Regions from separate parts of the Sus scrofa genome. Here regions 1 and 3 are each linked to region 2. A link is a contact called in public Hi-C and HiChIP or PLAC-seq data. All regions are on one chromosome and are shown on one strand. The core of a region is the stretch at or near the end of the contact, and the rest is flanking DNA. Distances in the headings are between cores, read along the strand shown. Region 1 has its middle 39 kb from the start of ITSN2. Region 2 overlaps NCOA1 (nuclear receptor coactivator 1). Region 3 has its middle 61 kb from the start of ITSN2.

Evidence for each region. A called contact is a pair of places that touch in the nucleus more often than the background predicts. HiChIP or PLAC-seq counts read pairs in DNA pulled down with a chosen protein or histone mark.
Region 1: a Hi-C map of skeletal muscle shows a contact between it and region 2, with 5 times the contacts expected there. The contact joins two enhancer-like sites. A contact is called at or near these places in 4 of 47 Hi-C or Micro-C datasets (embryonic fibroblasts, epiblast stem cells, fetal skeletal muscle and 1 more) and 2 of 2 datasets of contacts at active chromatin or transcription factors (alveolar macrophages and skeletal muscle).
Region 3: an H3K27ac HiChIP or PLAC-seq map of skeletal muscle shows a contact between it and region 2. The contact joins two enhancer-like sites. A contact is called at or near these places in 2 of 47 Hi-C or Micro-C datasets (fetal skeletal muscle and skeletal muscle) and 1 of 2 datasets of contacts at active chromatin or transcription factors (skeletal muscle).

The regions. Positions count from the first base shown.
Region 1 is chr3:114,322,354-114,325,574 of Sscrofa11.1, reverse strand. No RefSeq gene overlaps it. Among named protein-coding and RNA genes, the nearest start is that of ITSN2, 39 kb to the left of the region's middle. Within about 2 kb of position 1,569, at least 12 of the 83 cell types and tissues checked have an H3K27ac peak or open chromatin away from gene starts, as enhancers often do. A contact at or near this core is called in skeletal muscle, where this site is marked.
Region 2 is chr3:114,074,718-114,077,728 of Sscrofa11.1, reverse strand. All of the region lies in intron 3 of NCOA1 (nuclear receptor coactivator 1), which reads left to right. Among named protein-coding and RNA genes, the nearest start is that of NCOA1, 23 kb to the left of the region's middle. Within about 2 kb of position 1,343, at least 1 of the 83 cell types and tissues checked has an H3K27ac peak or open chromatin away from gene starts, as enhancers often do. A contact at or near this core is called in skeletal muscle, where this site is marked.
Region 3 is chr3:114,300,393-114,303,612 of Sscrofa11.1, reverse strand. No RefSeq gene overlaps it. Among named protein-coding and RNA genes, the nearest start is that of ITSN2, 61 kb to the left of the region's middle. Within about 2 kb of position 1,577, at least 14 of the 83 cell types and tissues checked have an H3K27ac peak or open chromatin away from gene starts, as enhancers often do. A contact at or near this core is called in skeletal muscle, where this site is marked.

The DNA of each region.
Region 1 (3,221 bases), core at 320-2,819, 250 kb before region 2:
TACCCACTTTCCTTCCCAAAGTTTACTTGTCATGTTTGAAACAAGAGGACAGGCGTCAGCTGCAAAGGCAATGTTATCTTACTAATAAGTGTATTTAGTGGATTTCAAAAGGAAATGATAAAAAGAGTATGGCTTGAATTTTGTTTTTTTGGAGGAGAATCCTAGATCAAACTTAAATAAATGGGACAGTTTAAGAAATAGTGGTTCTTTCAAGAAGGAAGTTGGGAAGGTTAGTCCTTTGTTTTTAGGCTTTGTGAAGCCAATTTAGCTATGTGGTACTAGCATGGCAGTTACAAGCCAGAAATTTGAGGAGGAGCTATATCATTTAGGAATGGCTTTGGCTAAAAGTACTCAAATGACGTGAGCCATAATATGCCACTTCACAAAACGTGTGAAAGCAGGTGATGACTGGGTGCTGGGCACAGGCACAAAGGCTGTGCGCATGTCCTGACCATTCTCGCCACCAGATGGCGAAACTGCTCTAAACATTATATCCTCAGCAGGGAGGAAGGTGGTGAGCAAAAGGGCTTTCTTTCTTTCTCTTGTCTCCCTAAGCAGGGAGAAATATTGAGGCTCCTGGCATACATCTTGGGCTCTAACTTGACCACATGCCCATCGCTACACTGACAAAAGGGAAATGAGAATGACGTGATTTGCTCGGGCCCTGAAGCTGGCCACATCATTGCCCAGTTGCAATAGAGCTTTTATTTTATGTAATTATTTTTTTAAGCAAGAAAGAAGTAGGCAATAGCTGTTGGGTAGGCTACTAATAGCCCTTGCCAGAGGAGCTCAAGAGAAATTATACACGCTAAATCCACCCGGCCCTGTGCCAAAGGCAGGACAATGCCTCTTCAGAAACTAGTAAAATGTTTTTCTTCCCCCGATAATTATTAATTTTCTGCAGTGACTTAGAAAAATTCTTGGACTACATTTGTTGCCATTAAATACTTGCATACAGAAACTGACTGTAAAACTTTTAAAAAGTCATTCTGCTTATAACCCAAACTTCTGGCTCTAGCTCTTATCTCACCACTGCATGAGTTGTATGAATCACCTCCAATTTCCATATTTTACAGGAGCCTCACACGGAGAAGAATAAATCACTTTCAAATTAGACATTCCATCTAGAACTGACAGTAGCTGATTCCCAGCACTGTCTTTTACTTCTGATATGCTTTTGGATGAGAGTAATCTTATATTTTCAGTAATTCTCAGGATAAAATTTTCTTCTCAGAGCTCATTTTATGACTTTTTTTTTCAGTTTTGAATAATAAAGCAATTATTCCTGCTTTTTGAAGTTGCATATTAAGCCTAGGAACATGAATTATTCTTTCTTTTTGAAACTGCATAAGTCCAGAAATGTTGACTTTTTAAACTATTAATGTCAAGTGATGGCTGTAAACATCTATTTTTCACCCTCTTTCTTTCAGTGTGCCTCTTTCTTGAGATCCTCATTCCTACTAGATTTCCACTGCACACCAATTATCTCAGGCTACAGCTGTTTGCTGACAGCTGTTCTCTTCTCTGCCCACCACACAGCCACCTTCTGCTGGTAATTCTACTCTTATTCCCATCTGTGGAAATCCCTGCCTCCCCAGTGTGGCTGCTTTGCCTGGGGCTTCAGCTCTGTCTCAGGCACAGAACTTGTGACCTAAATCAATCCAAATGTTGCATTCCTTTGGCCAGACTGATTCAGAATCAATGAGAAGTAATGATACCTTGCTGGGACTTCTTGAAGAGAGATTCATTCCCTGTCCCGCTAGAATTTTACCTTTAATGTAAGAGCCAAAGTGGCTGTAGCCATCTTGACCCCTTGAATGGGAACCAGTCTGAGAACAGAGCTGTAACAGAGAGAGGCACCCTGGTGATGCTTTTAAGCCTTCAATCCAAGACAGCAGCAGAGCAGCAAGCCCTATTCCTGGACTGTTCAGTTACATAATCAAGTAAGTTCCTGTTTTCTTTACGCCAGTGTTTGGATCAGGTCTTTTCTTCCTTCTATTAAAAGAGATCTAATTTATACAAAGGTTCAGAATCTCTTATGGCCAAGATATATTCTCAGATACTAAACATGTCATAAAAATTAACATGGAAAATACTTGAAAGGGAGTAAATACACTTGTAACTTATTATGCCCAATATTTTTACTCTTTTTTCCAAATAACAATAGCCCATCATCATACAATACAATATAGAAAAGAGTTTAAATTAGTTTCTCCTTTTTGCATACTTAATATGGTGCAATCATTATGATGGTGATGTGCTCTGGAGACAGTTTCCTCAAAGCTGAGCACATTTGTTTACTTTTTGAATATAAGTTTCTTTCTTTCCTTCTTTCTTTTTTTCTTTCCTTCCTTCCTTCCTTCCTTCTCTCTCTCTCTCTTTCTCTTTCTTTCTTTTGTCTTTTCTAGGGCCGCACCTGCAGCATATGGAGGTTCCCAGGCTGGGGGGTCTAATCGGAGCTATTGCTGCCAGGCTACGCCAGAGCCACAGCAACGCAGGATCTGAGCCGTGTCTGCAATCTACACCACAGCTCATGGCAACCCCGGATCCTTAACCTACTGAGCGAGGCCAGGGATCAAACTTGCAGTGTCATGGTTCCTAGTTGTATTTGTTAACCACTGAGCCACGATGGGAACTCCGAATATAAATTATTTCTTATTATCATACAATAAAATAGCCTTGAAGATATTTAGAAATATTGATAAATTACTGGTACACATAAGCCTGTAATTATAAAAGTGGTGATGTTACATTGTGGTGCTTGCATTTCTCTGGCTGTTTCTTTTGCTCAAACAGCACCATCCTGGGAGATAGCACAGCAGGCTGACCTGGCCATGTGACCACAGTCGCTGTGCTTGGCTGAGAGCTGTTTGTGTCCGGAGATGGAGATCACCGTGCAGAAACTGTTCTCTTCAGAAAAGTTTTGTTGCTAAATCAGTGCTCTAGCCTTCTGCAGGGTGGCCTTTTTCGTTCTCCACCCCAGAGGTCCACATCCTTGTCAAAGGGTAAGAAACTTTCTGTAATTGGCCACCATGGTTGTAGGGCAGTGTCAAGCCAGTTTGTCTACCTAGAGCAATCCCTAAAAACAGACCCAGTTCATTTTCAGGCACGAGTGAAACGTAAGGCAGATTTTTTACGGTGGCCAAGGACGCAATGGTTGCGCCTAAAGGTTACCTTCATCGCAGGCACCTCTGTTGTGTTATCATGCAGCGCTACTGCAG
Region 2 (3,011 bases), core at 94-2,593:
GTCCTTCAAGCCTTGGCTCAGGTATCGTGTGGCCTTTTCCCAGGAAACCTTTACTACAACAACCATTTTTGGAGCAACAACAACAACCAGATGGGCAACTTTGCCGATTTGGGTGCTTCATTCTGTGCTTAACCTTTAGGAATTCCTCTGTTGTGCTATAATGTGACCACATGTACTTGTCTTTTTCTCCTCCAGAGATGGTAAAATTGTTGAGAATATATATTTCATTCATAGACCTTCGTCCATTGACTGACACTTAGGTGATACTCAGTGAAGCCTGTGTAGTCATTTAAAGCGAGGGCCTTGGGAGAAGCTCTGGCTAGTGTGAACCCTGCATTGAGACCCAAGGTGGTCTTCTCCAAAGAGTAATGTCCTGGGTGGAGAGAAGACCCTTCTGACTGGGGATGCTGTGCTGAGTGGAGAGGCGTTTGTTATCACTTCCTGTGTGCAGTTCAGCATACGACCAGCGGTCAGGACTTGGAGAAACAGAAAGATTCCTTCCCAGCAGCACACTTGGAAGTTAATTATATGCACAGCATATGAGGGAAACTTGTAGAATAAGTATTAGCAGGTTATATTAATCAGACATACTTTTAGAAATTAGAGATGTTTGTATTTTCCTAGCAATAGTCTCCTGGGATTCCCTGAAATGTTACCAATTTCTTGGGGGTGAGATTTTGGCAGATCTTATACTATCTACTCTATTTTCATATTTTAAAACATTTTAAGTACATATTTCATTTATAATTAAAAAAAAAAACCAAAATAGGCATTTCCAGCAAAGGACAGGCTGTCTGCATCTCAGGAGAAGGTCAGCAGGACAACTCTTGTGACCATGGGACAGCCTTTGTCGACCTCTTTTCCAAGCCAACCCTTTCTGGAGAAGCTCAGAAGAAATATGATGCCCCAGACTTCTCAGAGGAAACGATGAGTCCATGTAACCAAGGCCAAGCAGAGATCTGGTGAAAGTTCTGCACTCCCTGTAAGGCTGACCAGCTGCATATTCCAGAGGCCAGTTACTAGAATAACTTCCCAGCTTGTCAGTGAGGTCAGGTGCAGTCAATGGGAGAACTTGGAGAAGTCCCAGAAAGTCTCTGGAAACAGGAGATTGCAGGGACTCCAGGCCTACTGCAGTGAAGAACTTTTAAGTTCTTTGGATTTCACGAATGCCCTAAAAATAATTGCACCAAGTAATCCAGGTAAATCCCTGGGCCTCCTGGTGCTCAAAGTTTGCATACCAGCCCTGTGCCCACTGCTGGCCAATCTCCAGGAGTGGGTCTCAGTCTCTCCCAGCCCCTCCTCAGACAATAGGTAACTTCGAGAGATAGCCAGACACAGACATGGAGAGAGCAAGGGAGAGGCTAACATGGCTCTGAGAGTAGACAGGGTCACTAGGAGCCAGAGAGCAAGGAGCCAGAAGGACACCCTGAAAACCAGATGAAAACAAGAAGGTAGTGCTTAAGAAGCTGGGTGATAGGGTCCTTGGAACTGGTTCACCATGACATGGCCAGGTTTTTTACTGGCCTTTCTATGTCAATTCTATTTCTTACTCTGAACTATGACACTTTGTTATACCTAAACTGTTCGCTTTTTTTTTTTTGCCCCCTCCCCCCACATCATAAGGAGTTCCTGGGCCAGGGGTCAGATCTGAGCCACAGCTGCAGTCACAACAGATCCTCAAACGGATCCTTGACCCACTCTACTGGGACAGGGATTGAACCTGCTTCCTAGCACTTGCAGAGATGCCATTGCTCCCATTGTGCCACAGTTAAGGCTCTGTTCTTTAAAGTTAAATTGTATTTGCATTGATTCGATTAATAGCTAAAAACATTTAAAGGAATTTTTAGATCTTTTTAAAAAAATTGATATGTCTATATCTCAGTTATCCATATTGTCACATAAACTGAAAGACATTAATCACCTGTTATGAAATTTATAGCTAATTCTGACTTAAAGAAAAATTAGGTATGAGAGTGCTTTCCTGCGCTCATCTAAATCCAAAACAGTTTAGCAAAGGATTTGTCTAGTGTTAAGGGTTTTAGATTATTAATCACCTCCCTTTCCTCTTTGCATTATGAACTAAGTGAAAAATAGTCACACAACAGTCAGGTGGAATAAAAATTGTTTTATTTCTTTTTGTTCTTGTTAAAATATTAGCAATATTTTTCATGAGAATAGTGTGGTTGTGCTTCATTATTTTAAAAATCTCAGTCGAATGCTTGGTGATGCAGTGATTTGAAGAGATAGTTCTAAGTTCAGTTTATTTTAATATTTGACTTAAATAATCAGCTGAAAAAGACACCTTACAAAAATAAGGTAGATACAAGTGGAAAAATACATCACTGGATGAGTTTACGAAGTCACAAAACTCATTTTGGAAGGCAGCTGTGCTCACCACTGTAACCACCAATGCTCAAAATTCATTTTGAAATCCTTTCTACCAATTATGCAAAGTTTTTTTCTTTAAACTCTGTCTTTTTTTATCTCATCTAATTTGAATCTCCAAATTAATCAAAAGATGTTGCCTTTTTCTTTTCTGAAAAATAGGTGTTTGTTTGTTTGTTTGTTTTGCATTTTAGGCCACACCCGCAGCATATGGAGGTTCCCAGGCTGGGGGTCGAATCAGAGGTATAGCCACCGACCTACACCACAGCCAAAGCAATGCAGGATCTGGGCTGCCTCTGCAACTTAGACCACAGCTCATGGCAACTCCGGATCCTTAACCGACTGAGCAAGAGGCCAGGAATTGAACCCGCATCTTCATGCATACGAGTCAGGTTTATTAACCACAGAGCCACAACAGGAACTCCTGAAAAAATAGGTTTTTAAAGCCCACCGGAACTCTGATTGGAAGGTTTTTGAGTAGGTAACAAGTTTTATTTCTAAAGGTTTTAACTGAAAAGATAATTTTGTAAGTAGTTTGCATAATTTTTGGCAACCAAATCATAACTATGATAACATTTCAAAACATCCATCTTCATATGCTGGTGTTTATTATTTGGAAAATATCC
Region 3 (3,220 bases), core at 328-2,827, 230 kb before region 2:
AAAAGGTCCAATGGGAGACTCAAGAGATGCAGTTGTCCTTGCAACGGGGTACCATCTTCAGCCAGTCTTGGTCTAGAAGAAGATGAAATTGATCTTTTTTTCCCTCAGCTCCCTTGGGTCTTTCCCCTCTCCGGCTCTGAGCTGACTCTGGTTGCTCTCCACCGCTGTCACTTCCTGGAATTGGACCCACGGTTTGGACCTCTCCTGGAAAAGGGATCACACGTCTCTCCTTACACTGCTGGCTCCAGGCGACATTCCCGGGGCCAGGCTGAGGGAGTAGAGTCAGCCAGAGCACTAAAGTAGCTGGGGTCTGCTCTGGGCCTCTTGGCTGAGAAGGCCAAAACATGGTCAGCTCTGCGGATTTTACTCCCTGGACCTGGGGAAGAAGGATCCAGCTCTCTTCTGTCTCTCCAGTGTTCCTCTTCCACCCTGGCCTCCTCCTCGCCGCCCCACTTCTCTCTAACCATGTCCTCACCGCCCCTGCCCGATCTTTCTGACCTTGCCCGTTACTTTTCTGGCCTCTGTTATCTCCTCTTCTTTCCCACCAGGCCCAGCTCTTGCCCTCTCTATCTGCCAGCCTTCCTTTCTGTTTCTGGTTATTTCCACTGTCTTCTCTGCCCACAGAGCAAACGGGGGAGGAGAGGTAGTCACCACTCTTGTGTGTCCCACTGGGAACTGGTGATTTCCATACATGTTTCTCCTCGTAAGAGCTAGATGTGTCATTTTAAGATGGGGAAACAGACCAATTGCACCAGCTGCGCCTCAGAACCTGGTTGAGGGTCCCCACAGGCGTTGTCTCATGCCCTGTCCCACAGCACCGGCCGGAGGTGGTGGAGGCAGGAGCACTGGGGTGAGATGTCTGAGGATGGTTGAAGTCCTCCCAAGTGGGCCACGTGCTCTGCCGCACACTTCTGAGCTCTCTGATGAGACCTTCCGAGCACACGGCCTCAAGTCACACATCCAAAGTGAAATGTGGGTGTTTAATCACTGAAGAGAATCCTTAATACTGCTCCTTCAGCACATAGCTGCCTCTTCTGCGCCTGGAACCACAGGGAGCCTATTGCTTCCCATCCTGAACTGCTTCCAGAAGCGTTAGGTGATGCTCAGTACAATTTTCAGTTGTTATCATATGAGGCCCTTAGAGACGCTTCTCAATTCTAGCAATTAGCCGCACAGGGGTCAACCAAGTGTTCTCAGCTCTAATTAACAGCTGTGTTGAATCTGGGACACATACTATTCCTTTGGGGATACACTCTTCAAACAGAAACAAAACCGGAATATCAAGCTCTTTCCTCTTTATCAGAGGCTATGAAGTCTGAAAATTATTGCTGAGGGTATTCTTAATAAAAATTCAGGGAAGCTAAGTGGCCTCTGGGCTGAATGGATGAATTTAAAGGTAAAAATGTCATCTCAGCTCTACCATGAAATTATCCAGTGGGGCTCAGGAGGCTCCAGGGAGTGCTAGGGGGATTAGGTGCCTTCCAGATGCACGCCTAGAGCCCAGCTACACCCAGCAGGCTACATGATATCATCGCCACATGAATCAAAGGCTTGCTCTCTGGCTTCAGAAGGAAAAGGAAAAGGAACAGGATACTTTGTGCTGGGAGTCCTGCCCCAAGCGGGAACTGTGCTGATGCTGCTCGAGTTGTTCTCTGGGTATGCTGGCTTCTTGCCCTGCCTGACAGCTGCAGGAGTTCTGTAAGAAATCTGAGGGAGAATTTCCTTTGCAGCTATGACCGAGAACCCAGGATCAAGAGCTTTGCACACAGAAAAGACATTACCCTTCGAAGATCCCAAGCCATCTATTAGGGTCAATAAGCAGCCAGCAAAACAGGGCAGCTGGCTGTCCCGCCCCGGATGGAGGAAATGTATTCCCCTGGGAACCAGCCAGTTGAATTTTTCTTTGCTAACTGAAGGCAAATGCACAGAGGCCTTTAAAAATAAGTATATTTCAACAGAGGAATGTTTCAAATGAGCAGAAATGTGCAGAACAATACCAATGGCCCCGAAGTAGCAAATGCTAACTTTGTGCCGTATTTATTCACATCTTTTTCTGAACAATTTACATACACATTTGAATCTTCCCTGCTTTCTCTGGCTCCACTCACCACTGGCATCCCAAGGTTGGTATGTATCTTCCTGTGTATCCACCTCCAAGGGTGAATATTCTTTCTACGAATGGGATATAGCCGTAAGCAATAGTAGCCTTCTCTCTGTTTTTGAAATGTATGTAAATGGTTTATCACTCTGTACCTCTGCTTTTGCAACATTTAAAAATTTCAACATGTTTCAAAATCATCTACGTTAGTACATGTAAATCTACTTCGTTTTAATTTCAGAGAGAGATGTTATTATATGACTATATAGAAATCTGTTTATTCCCTTATTGATAGACTTTAATAAAAAAAAATTTCAGGGGGCCATACCCACGGCATGTGAAAGTTCCCAGGCCAGGGACTGAACCCATGCCACAGTGGTGACAGCACTGACTCCTTAACCACTAGGCCACCAGGGAGCACACCCAAGAAAAATGTTTTTAAATCACAAACATGGCTGCAGCAAATAACCTTGCACGTGTCTCTTGGGGAACATAGGGAGATTTTTTTTTTTTTCTTTAGGGCAGTAGTTTCAAAGTTTTGCTCTCAAAGTTCTTTTACATTGTTAAAATTATCAAGGACTCCAAAAAGCTTTTGTTTGTTTAGATTATGTCTATTGATGTGTATGATATGTGAAATTAAAACTGAGAAATCAGGAGTTCCCGTCGTGGCGCAGTGGTTAACGAATCCGACTAGGAACCATGAGGTTGCGGGTTCGGTCCCTGCCCTTGCTCAGTGGGTTAACGATCCGGCGTTGCCGTGAGTTCTGGTGTAGGTTGCAGACGCGGCTCGGATCCCGCGTTGCTGTGGCTCTGGCGTAGGCCGGTGGCTATGGCTCCGATTCGACCCCTAGCCTGGGAACCTCCATATGCCACAGGGGCGGCCCAAGAAATAGCAAAAAAGACAAAAAAAAAAAAAAAAAAAAAAAAAAAAACCCTGAGAAATCAAAAAGTATTTATTCACTAAATTACCTAAAACAACAATAAATTCATTACATTTAACATAAATAACATGTTTTAATTTTAAAAAAGTATGTTTTATCAAGCGAAAAAAATTAGTGAGAAGGTCATTGTTTTGCATTTTTGCAAATCGTTCTAATGCCCGGCTTAATGAAAGTAATATCT